Linked DNA regions of Mus musculus: region 2 is linked to region 1. A link is a contact called in public Hi-C data. All regions are on one chromosome and are shown on one strand. Each heading gives the region's core, a stretch centred on a gene start, on an enhancer-like site or on the middle of the called end of the contact. The rest is flanking DNA. Distances are from core to core; before and after follow the strand shown. Region 1 holds the start of 4930407I02Rik (a long non-coding RNA gene). Region 2 has its middle 55 kb from the start of 4930407I02Rik.

The links. A called contact is a pair of places that touch in the nucleus more often than the background predicts.
Region 2: a contact with region 1 is called in a Hi-C map of uterus, with 5 times the contacts expected there. The contact joins the enhancer-like site here to the promoter of 4930407I02Rik in region 1. A contact is called at or near these places in 1 of 15 datasets of contacts at CTCF or cohesin (the NIH/3T3 cell line), 2 of 484 Hi-C or Micro-C datasets (embryonic stem cells and uterus) and 2 of 115 datasets of contacts at active chromatin or transcription factors (double positive thymocytes and embryonic stem cells).

The regions. Positions count from the first base shown.
Region 1 is chr6:143,257,846-143,262,472 of GRCm38.p6, reverse strand. 4930407I02Rik (a long non-coding RNA gene) reads left to right here and starts at 1,846. Exons shown (of 3, transcript XR_869574.1): 1 at 1,846-2,141. All of the region lies in intron 3 of D6Ertd474e (DNA segment, Chr 6, ERATO Doi 474, expressed), which reads right to left.
Region 2 is chr6:143,313,028-143,317,498 of GRCm38.p6, reverse strand. No RefSeq gene overlaps it. Among named protein-coding and RNA genes, the nearest start is that of 4930407I02Rik, 55 kb to the right of the region's middle. Within about 2 kb of position 1,483, at least 6 of the 459 cell types and tissues checked have an H3K27ac peak or open chromatin away from gene starts, as enhancers often do. A contact at or near this core is called in uterus, where this site is marked.

The DNA.
Region 1 (4,627 bases), core at 597-3,096:
TGAGTAGTTTGTTTCACTTAGCATATTGCTGTTCTGTAGACTTTTTTTTTTCCTGTGGTTTCTCAAGACAGGGTTTCTCTGTATAGCTCTGGCTGTCCTGGAACTCACTCTGTAGACCAGGCTGGCCTTGAACTCAGAAATCCATCTGCTTCTGCCTTCCAAGTGTTGGGGTTAAGGGTGTTTGCCACCACTGCCCGGCTTTCTACCATCTTTACAACACAGAAAAATCCTTGTGAGCAGTCTTTGCATACACAGAAAGCCATTTTCATTGCACTTTTAACTAGCATTACTTCACTCTATTCACTATTACCGTGTGTGAGGTATGTGTACACGTGCTCTGTGCAGGTCTCTCTGCCACACCCTCAGAAGGGAACTTCTCGGGGTCAGTTCTCCCCTCCCACTTTTAAGTCGGTTCCAGCGACTAAAGTCCTGTCATCAAGCCTGACTTTATCCACGAAGCCATCTCACCGGGTCCAATTAACATTATATCATACATCAGTCTCTTGAGCCTGATAGTCATCCCTGAAGACTCTAGATGTCTGTTTCCGTACCAGCCATGTAAGCTCAGGGAACTGACTGACACCGGGCAGGAGCGACTCATGCAGCCCCCACTCTGACATCAGGATGTGCTGTAGGCAAACCTCTTACATGGTTGTAAGCCGTGATTTGAGGGCTCTGTCTGTATTCACTGGCGCTCCTTTAGAGAGTTACTGAAGGAGTTGTGAACCAGAAAGGAGCCAGAAGGAAACAACCAATTTATTAACCTGAGTGACTACTTAGTCCTAGAAACTCTGGTACAGGGTAAAGCAGTTAGAACCCACGGGGCCGCAGGCAAAGTGACTCTAGATACAACTGAGTCAAGGCTGCCTTCCAACTATGACCCCTGTGTTAGGGTCAGCTCCAGGTAAGAGGCTCAAAGGAGCCGACTCAACATATTAAGATTCCCTGCTGTGTGCTGCAAGTCTGTAGTCAGAACTGGTCATATGCAAGCCGCTTCGTGGGTTACACAATGGCCTCATTCATCTTGAATCCTTCACAGAAACCCTGTGTCTGTCCCACCGAGTCTGAACGACTTCATCTACATATCCAATCCACAGAAACCCTGTGTCTGTCCCACCAAGTCTGAGCGACTTCATCTACACATCCTAGCTTTGTTTTCATCCTGTCCTCCAAGTCCCTGGGACACAACCTGTGATCTGTTTGCTAACAAGAACCAACTCTCTCATTAAGTCAGATTTAAAAAAAAAAAAAAATTCACCACAAGGATGGAAGTCAGCAGCTCATGGTCCTCCAGAGGCCCGCAGCAAGGAAGTGGTTAAACGATTAAAAACGCAAAATGCAATGCAGCAAGCTGTGTACAATTAACCAGAATTCAAATATACACCTTGTTCCAATCCCAGGCATTTATCAGATAAAAATAGTCTTCTACAAGAATGTCATGATTAATGAGGTGAGACTCCAGCTAATTACTGTTTCCTCCAGAAGTAATTAGGTTGGCATCGCTAATCAAGATGAATGAACGCTCTGACCCGCTTTTTTAAATGTAAAACTCAGAGTTCCGACCACAATCTCAGCATTTAGTTCAGGCAATGTAGTCTTTATTAGGCTTGTAGTTTGATTAAATTCTTTTGTTACACCAGGCCTTCCACACATGAACACAGGAACGCGGAGATGTTCAAAGAGTTTTTCACCCTTAATTAAAGACCGCAAAGCCTTGTTCCATTCACGGGGCAATACATAGGACAGGTCTAAATTGATAGCTTTTAAGTAGAGCGTAAGGAATAAGAAAAGGCGCTTTAGCGCTAGCCCAGCTGAGAGAAGTCTTCCCCCACCCTCCTCCCAGAACTGCACTTGTTATGGTGGAGAAATAAAAGGGAAACAATTTTGTTATATTTTATTAAGCAGCTTTTTTTTTTTCACTTTCTCGCGGCCCCTCTTAAGGAAGGTAGGGCATGTGTCTAGCTTTATTCTTTTGTCTAATGAGTTTTGAGTAAGGGAGGGAGGAAACACGATCCAATTAGTCCCATCAGTAAAGCGCTCCTCAGTGTGGACCACAGGTGCCTTTAGAAGCAGGCCCTGTATTGCGGTCTCCTGCCTCTGACTGGAAAGCGACTTATTCCCATTCCTGACCCACGGTGCCGGTAAAGTAAAAAATGTTTGTTTTCAAGATGTAATTGCGCTTTGTTTTCTGTTGAGCAAAGAGACTAACTCAGTTTGCGGCTAAATGTATCAAATCAGTTCTCCACAGGATGGTGTATCAGTATTTCACAAAATGTGACAGTATCTTCACCCCCGAATTCGCTAACTGGAGGCTAAAATCAGGTCTTGGCACATTCACCCTCCCTCACACTTAATAGCTTCCCGGCTCCCTCCCGCCCTCTCCCCCTTCACCGGTTGCTGTCTATTTCCTGTTTGCTCTCCCTTCTCCATAGTTACTCCATGGGAGTGGGACCCTCCTCTCGCCCTTCCTCTGCCAGTTGGTTTATGTTTCCACTTGCCAGGTTGGGAAATCCTATTTTTATATCTTCTACTTAATTATATTCCCAGTCTAGAATGTGCTGTCTCCTCTGATTGATGTACTTGGACCGCCCGCTGTTTTGTTTTTTTGTTGTTTTTTTTTTTCCTGCGACTCTGCATACAGGAGGATAAAATAATCTTAAATTTTGACACCTCGCCTAGGTTTAGGAATCTGTTTCTTTTTCGGGGGCTTTTCCCTGTTGTAGAATTTCATAAATGGCTTTGGCATTAGTAATTCCTTTTTTTTTTTTTAATCTCGTCTTCAATTAGAAAGACATATTAACACAGCCGACCTCCAGGTTCTGTCTACCCCGTATGGGGCTGCTAGGATCCTGCCGAAGAGCCGCAAAAGCCAGCCAGTCTAAGTAAGGGACAAAGGGGTGGGAAAATGGGCCACAAAGCCACACTGTTCCAACAGAGAGCCCAGACACCAATGCCCGCCCCCGGCACAGGGACAGGGACGGGTAACTGTGTCAGGATGTGGCCTGCTGCTCCGGGGTATTGTCAAGTTGTCATTCTGCACGGCACTTGGTTCTCTTTCTCGATTTTCCAGTTGGGTTTAGAATCCGTCATAGTTCCATGTCATTTACTTACTCCATCATTATTCTACACCAGGCTGCCTTTCTTAAATGCGGCTCCACTCGCGTCGCTGGGGAGCGTTAGATTTTTGTCCTAGGATGAATTAAATAGCTCCCAAGCTTTTTTAGCCTCGTCTCTCGGGTTCTCTCTTTTCCTTGGTGCCTGTCTGTTTAGCACAAGGAGCGCTCCTGTTCTGCCTGATAAACCCAAGCTGGTATCTTGTGCTTTCTGCCATGTGTTACTTAATTAAAACATGTAGTTCTTTCTTGGTCTTCTGAATACTTCTGGCACCATAAGAGCTGCTAAGGCTGGGCAGTGCAGGACTTCATAGGAGGCTCCTGACCTTAGTCTAGCCTTTTAGTGTTATACAGATCCTTGACTTTTATCACGCAACATCAGCCCCCTGAGAGCTAAGCCGAGGATCTCAGAGCTGAGACACAATGCCACAGACATGGAATATCTAGTCCTAAGACTTCATTCATATGAGACTGGATTATGCTTCCATAAAAAAAAAAATCTTAGATGAAATTTTCTTTGGCAAGTAATGAAGAAAATCTCTTTCAGTGCCCCCCACCCTGCCTAGTCTAATAGTTAGGTTTCCACAGAACAGTTGTAGCTACATCTTAAATAATTAGCAAAAATGTTATCAATAAAGGAATTCGCTGTTTCTTCTTCTACCTGTTTTAGTCAATATCATGTTGAGTTGAGTTATTCTGACTTCTTCCTAATGCCCTACCTCACACAGTTCACACTAGAGATAATGCAAACTAAAACATCGTTACTCCAGCTTCGCCCAGCTGTCTGCTTCTCAGCCCCTTGCTTATTTGTTCTTTTCCACCTTAGGGTTCCTTACCCAGAACTATATCTTTCTTATTCTATTCAACATTTTTTAAGAGATGGTTTTTAAAAAAAAATCACTTTTGCTGGGCATGGTGGTAAAAACCCGTAATTATAACACCTGGGAAGTGGGGGTAAAACAGTTGAAAATACAGTAAGTTCCAGTCTAGCCTGGGCTATGTGAGACCTTGTTCCAAGAAACAACAAAAAGGAATCACATGAATAATAATATATACAAGCTTACAGTTGTGAGATGGTAAAATAATAACCATAAAACTTCTTCTTACTTGAAAGATAAACTGCAGGCGGAAACAATAGAGTGTGCTTTGAGTATAATATGAGAGAGAGCTTTGCCCAGCACCAGACTGCCACAGCCACGACATGACTCCAGTCTGCAGCAGGGGCTCCTGCAGTGAGGCTGGGCACCTGTCCAGAGAGAGGTAAATTCCATGTTGAGTCGGGCTGACTGTCTGCACTGGGTCTATAAGAACCAGGCCCAATGGCAAGGAATCCAGGGGGAGGGGCATAGAGGCTTGGAAGCTTCCAGAACCAATTATTTCTAATACATGACCCGAAAAGAAGAAATTGATCCATGAGCAGAAATCCAGGGAAGGCCCTGTCACCTACCCAGACTCCAGAATGAGGCCCCAATGTCAGAGAGATGCTTTAAGATGGGAATCGGGCACTATCCTGT
Region 2 (4,471 bases), core at 234-2,733, 55 kb before region 1:
GAGAGGCAGAGGGAGGATCTGGAGATCTAGACAGACAAAAAAAACAAAAAACAAAAAGCAAAAAACCACGTGTCCCATGCATCCTCTCAAATCCAGAATCTAGAGTCAATGTTGTGTGGTGTGTGTGTGTGTACATGTGTGTACATGTGTGTACATGTTTGTGTCCACAGTGTACACATGAATGTGTATATATGTGTATGCATGTGAGTGTGCATGAGTGTGTGTGCACATACATTTAGAATATGAAAGTAAGAGAGTATGAAGGGGAAAAGGGAATTAGAGAGTGTAATACCTGTGAGATGAGAGCAGAAAGGACACCGCTTGGAGGGAGGAAAGGGACCAGTAAGGGGATGGGGATTGGGGCGGGCAGTGGAGGAGAGAGAGAGAAGCAAAGTATACTAAGTATTTAAGAGCTCATACTGCTCTTGCAGAGGACCCGAGTTCCCAGCACCCACATAAGGTGGCTCACAATGCTCTAACCCCAGCTCCAAGCATATACACCACTGTGCACACACAAACATGCACACACACACACACAAAGAAAAACCTGACACCCTCTTCTGGCTTCCGTAGGCACTACACACACTGGGTGACACGAACTCAGGCACATACATAAAATCTTTAATGTCATCCTCTTAGCTCACCCACGTCCCCTCGACCATCAGTGCATTTTAAGTGTTTCCTGGACAAATCCACATTTTCTGATAACAAACATAAACACTTGCTAAATAGTCATAGTACGTATCTACTACATAAAGACTTGGGTTTTCGTTGACACGGGGTATTCTGTGTCCTCCAAGGACTAGGGAGAAAAACACGTGGCAAGCTCAAAGGAATCTGTCTTCTGACTGACAATTTTAAATCTAAAAATAAAGGATTTTTACTTGATCACATCAGGTGCTGTCTTCTCACTGTGTGTTAAGTAAAATTCTTGCTGAGTTTAGTTTCGGTCAGAAAAACATAAAATCACATCTTGTAGGAATTTTTATACTAAATAATTTTAAGTTAATAAGTTTTTAGCAGGCCAAAAGAAGCCTGGAGGCTTATAAATGAACGTGATTAATCAATGATTTGTACTTCAGGCTCTTCAGTTCCTCCTCCAATCTGTCACCAAGACTTTTATCTTTGAATTTCAGAATAAAAATCATAAACTATTACTTGGGAAACAGTCAGGAGCAGGGAGCCAATCAAACGCTCTGGGTAATTCTTTTGATATTTTATCAGCCGGGTTTTAATAGCTACACAGGAACTGCATGTTGATGCTTTGAGATAGTCTCAGGCACAGACACGGAGGACCATAGCTGATGAAACGACCAAACATCAACAATGGAAAGACCTCCAGGATGCTCACAAGAACATCACAGAGGCGGGAAGTGAGCGGCCGGCCAGCATACAAACAAATGCTGGACTCTGTTTATGTCTTCCTTCCTCTGGTGAGACGGGAGACTTGCTTTGTGCCTTGTTCCTCACGTGGTCCAGTTTAAGATCCTCCTGGCTTGTAAAAGATGGCTTGTGCAATCCACTGGAATACCTCCAAGGAGGGAAAGAGATAGGAAGAGGAAATCAAGACACTTAGACCAGAACAAGAGGTTCCGTACGCAATGGCCTTGGTGGAAACCTTCCAAGCCCCCATCCCTGTCTCAAATTCTGTTTATTATGTTATGATAAATGTTGTGAAGATGGAGTTCCTTCAGAATGATCTGTATTTTTCCCAAGGATCAGTGTATCAGAGAATGGTAAGAATAATGAAAATTTCTCTGAAGTCTTGTTCTTATTCTCAACCCTTTGGTCACCTTAAGATCACCCATGGGAGAGGGACTTAATAAGGAGAAACAAGTTCAGTGTAGAATATATAAATGCATAAAACATTTTAAAAATTTTTCTTAACTTTTAAAAATTCTAAGTAACTACAAAGCCAACTGAGAGAGTTTCTAAGAACCCTGTAGCAAAGACCTGTCCCTTGGACAATTTGTTGAGCCTTTCCCAGGGGCTCACCAGAGCAGGAGTGACAGTCATATGCACACAAACTATGAAGTAAAGGAAAATATCTGAGAGGTCTGGGGACTCAAGACCCAGGCCTGCTCATGGTGTGCTGTGCCAAGCCAAGAATCCTATTGCAACCCTGTTTCCTTCTGTTTGCCTCTCTACTAGTTTTTCCCAAAGTGAGCTTCCAGGGCCACAGGTGAAGGAAGCAGCTATTCTAAACACAGTGCATCCCAGAGGACCAATCTATTCCTTCAGAGCGCTTCTATAGACCCATAATGCCCAGGGGTCTACCGTCTTCTCAACCCACAGCATATAGGTAAATATACCAACACCAGCATCCGTATGCCCAGACCAGAGCTTTTCAAAAACATTCCTCATCTTAAAGGCGAGGCTCTAGATATGAAACGTGTAACTTATTTTATAAACTTTGCATTTGCATACATTTTTGGAAACCACCAGTTTCCAAAATTTAATACGTGATACTTAAATTTCTCTTTATATCTCTTTAAATCTTACTTATATGAGCTTAAAATTTCACCTTCAATTGTTAGGAGTTGATAGTACCACTCAAGATATTCATTCCCTGATTGAAAACAGACACCCCCAACAAAAGCCAATTAGTCTAAGACTATGTCATATGCTCAATAATAGTAATAATGTATCCCACTGATAGCTACACAGACCAACTACATTTCCTGAGATTTGATGAATCACTGATGATTAAGAAGAGCAGGGGATGTTGTTCTACGGTACTTTTCCTCCAGTCTTAACAAGATTCCATCTGGGACTGAGACTTTGTAGCCATGGCAACTAAAGCAGACCAATGCAGGGCCAGGTAGGTGTATGATGGTGGTAATAGGGCTATTGACACTTCTAGACCATGGGGAAAGGCAGGGACAAAAGACCTTTACCTGAGATCTCCTTCCTCCAGCTGGAGTGACCTTAGGAGATACCTGAGTATATAAGAAGTGGGAGATTAATTGAAAGTGTGACTCCATGAAGCAACACCCACAGGACACCATACATGTTTGAGTGGGACATTTTGATGAAGATGCTGTAGTTTGGGAGTTATCTGTGCTCCTGCATGTAACCCCTCAACCAGCCTCAGTCTCTCAAAAAGCCCACCACATTAGACTTAGATGAAATCATACTTTGGTCTATCATGAGAAGCTATCTGGGATGAACAGACATTCATGTGTAACACACCAAGCATTATTGTATTAACAAGTAGAGAGAGAAACTACTTTAGAGAAAGTGAACAATATCAGCATGTGGGGACTAAGACAGGGCTCAGCAGCACGTGGGGGCTAAGATGGGGCTCAGCAGGTAAGAGAGCCTGCTGTTCTTGCAGAGGACCAGGTCCATGGCTTTGTTCTGAGACCTGAATCAAGCAGCTCACAGTGCCTGTAACTCCAGATTCAGCGATTTGACTCTACTAGCTCCAGTGACACATGTGTTCATACAAACAGTGACACACACATGCAAATAAATAAAAATAAAAAATCCTAAAAAAGTTATATTGTATAAGTGGGTAATCCATTCTAGGAAACACATCAATTATTAACTAGAACACAAACCATAAGGGAAATACTATCTATAGAAATTTGGAAAGGCATATTAGGTCCTACTTGAAAAAAAGTCTCTTGTGGGACACAAAAGAACAATTGTACATTTTATAGTCACAGAGGCAGGTGACAGATAAGTTCTGTTCTGTTTCTGGAAGCCTTTAGAAAGACTGGGACCAGGGAGTATATACAAACAAAATTTTTGTATTTGTTTTTAAATTTTGAAGATAAAAATATTGAGTCTCTGGGTTCATGACCGTGAGTGTTACCACAAAACTTGGTAGAAATATGTATTAAAGGTCACAAGCTACACTTACAGAGGCAAAGGGGGCCAATGGATGTGCTGTTTGTCTTAAAACTGCCTTTTAATATTTTCGTGCCTTCGGTTGCTAGTATTTATATCTATGTGAATTTAACATGAAAATACAGATTTTTTCCCCATGAGAATGTGTTTATTGTATTCCAATAAAAAAAAATAGCCCAGGTTTCTGATCCCAGGTATTTTCATAGTCTCTGTTACTGACTAGAGAGTTCAAGTCACTTTTATTGGCTTATCACTCCAATACACAACTGTGTTATGTTTATTCCAACTCAAGGGAGTTGATTTGGTGGAAAATTCACAATTACATGCAGTTTTAGAAACTCCCTGGAAAGATGGCATCTTCAACATTGCCTATATTGTCCTTCTATCCACGTCCTAAAAACACTCAATATTCTCAGCCTTTCCATTGACTCAGGCATCCCTCGTCATCTTAGAGGGGGCAATGAATCAGCAAATAGTTTGGAAGCAGCCATGCCCCCTCTGTGGACTTTGTATACTTGGAGGGTCTTAGCATTAGCTTTCTGGAGATTATCTTTTGCCACGTATCTTTGCACACCACCCCTCCCTGACAATTCTTCAGGACTATAAAAAGTTAGTT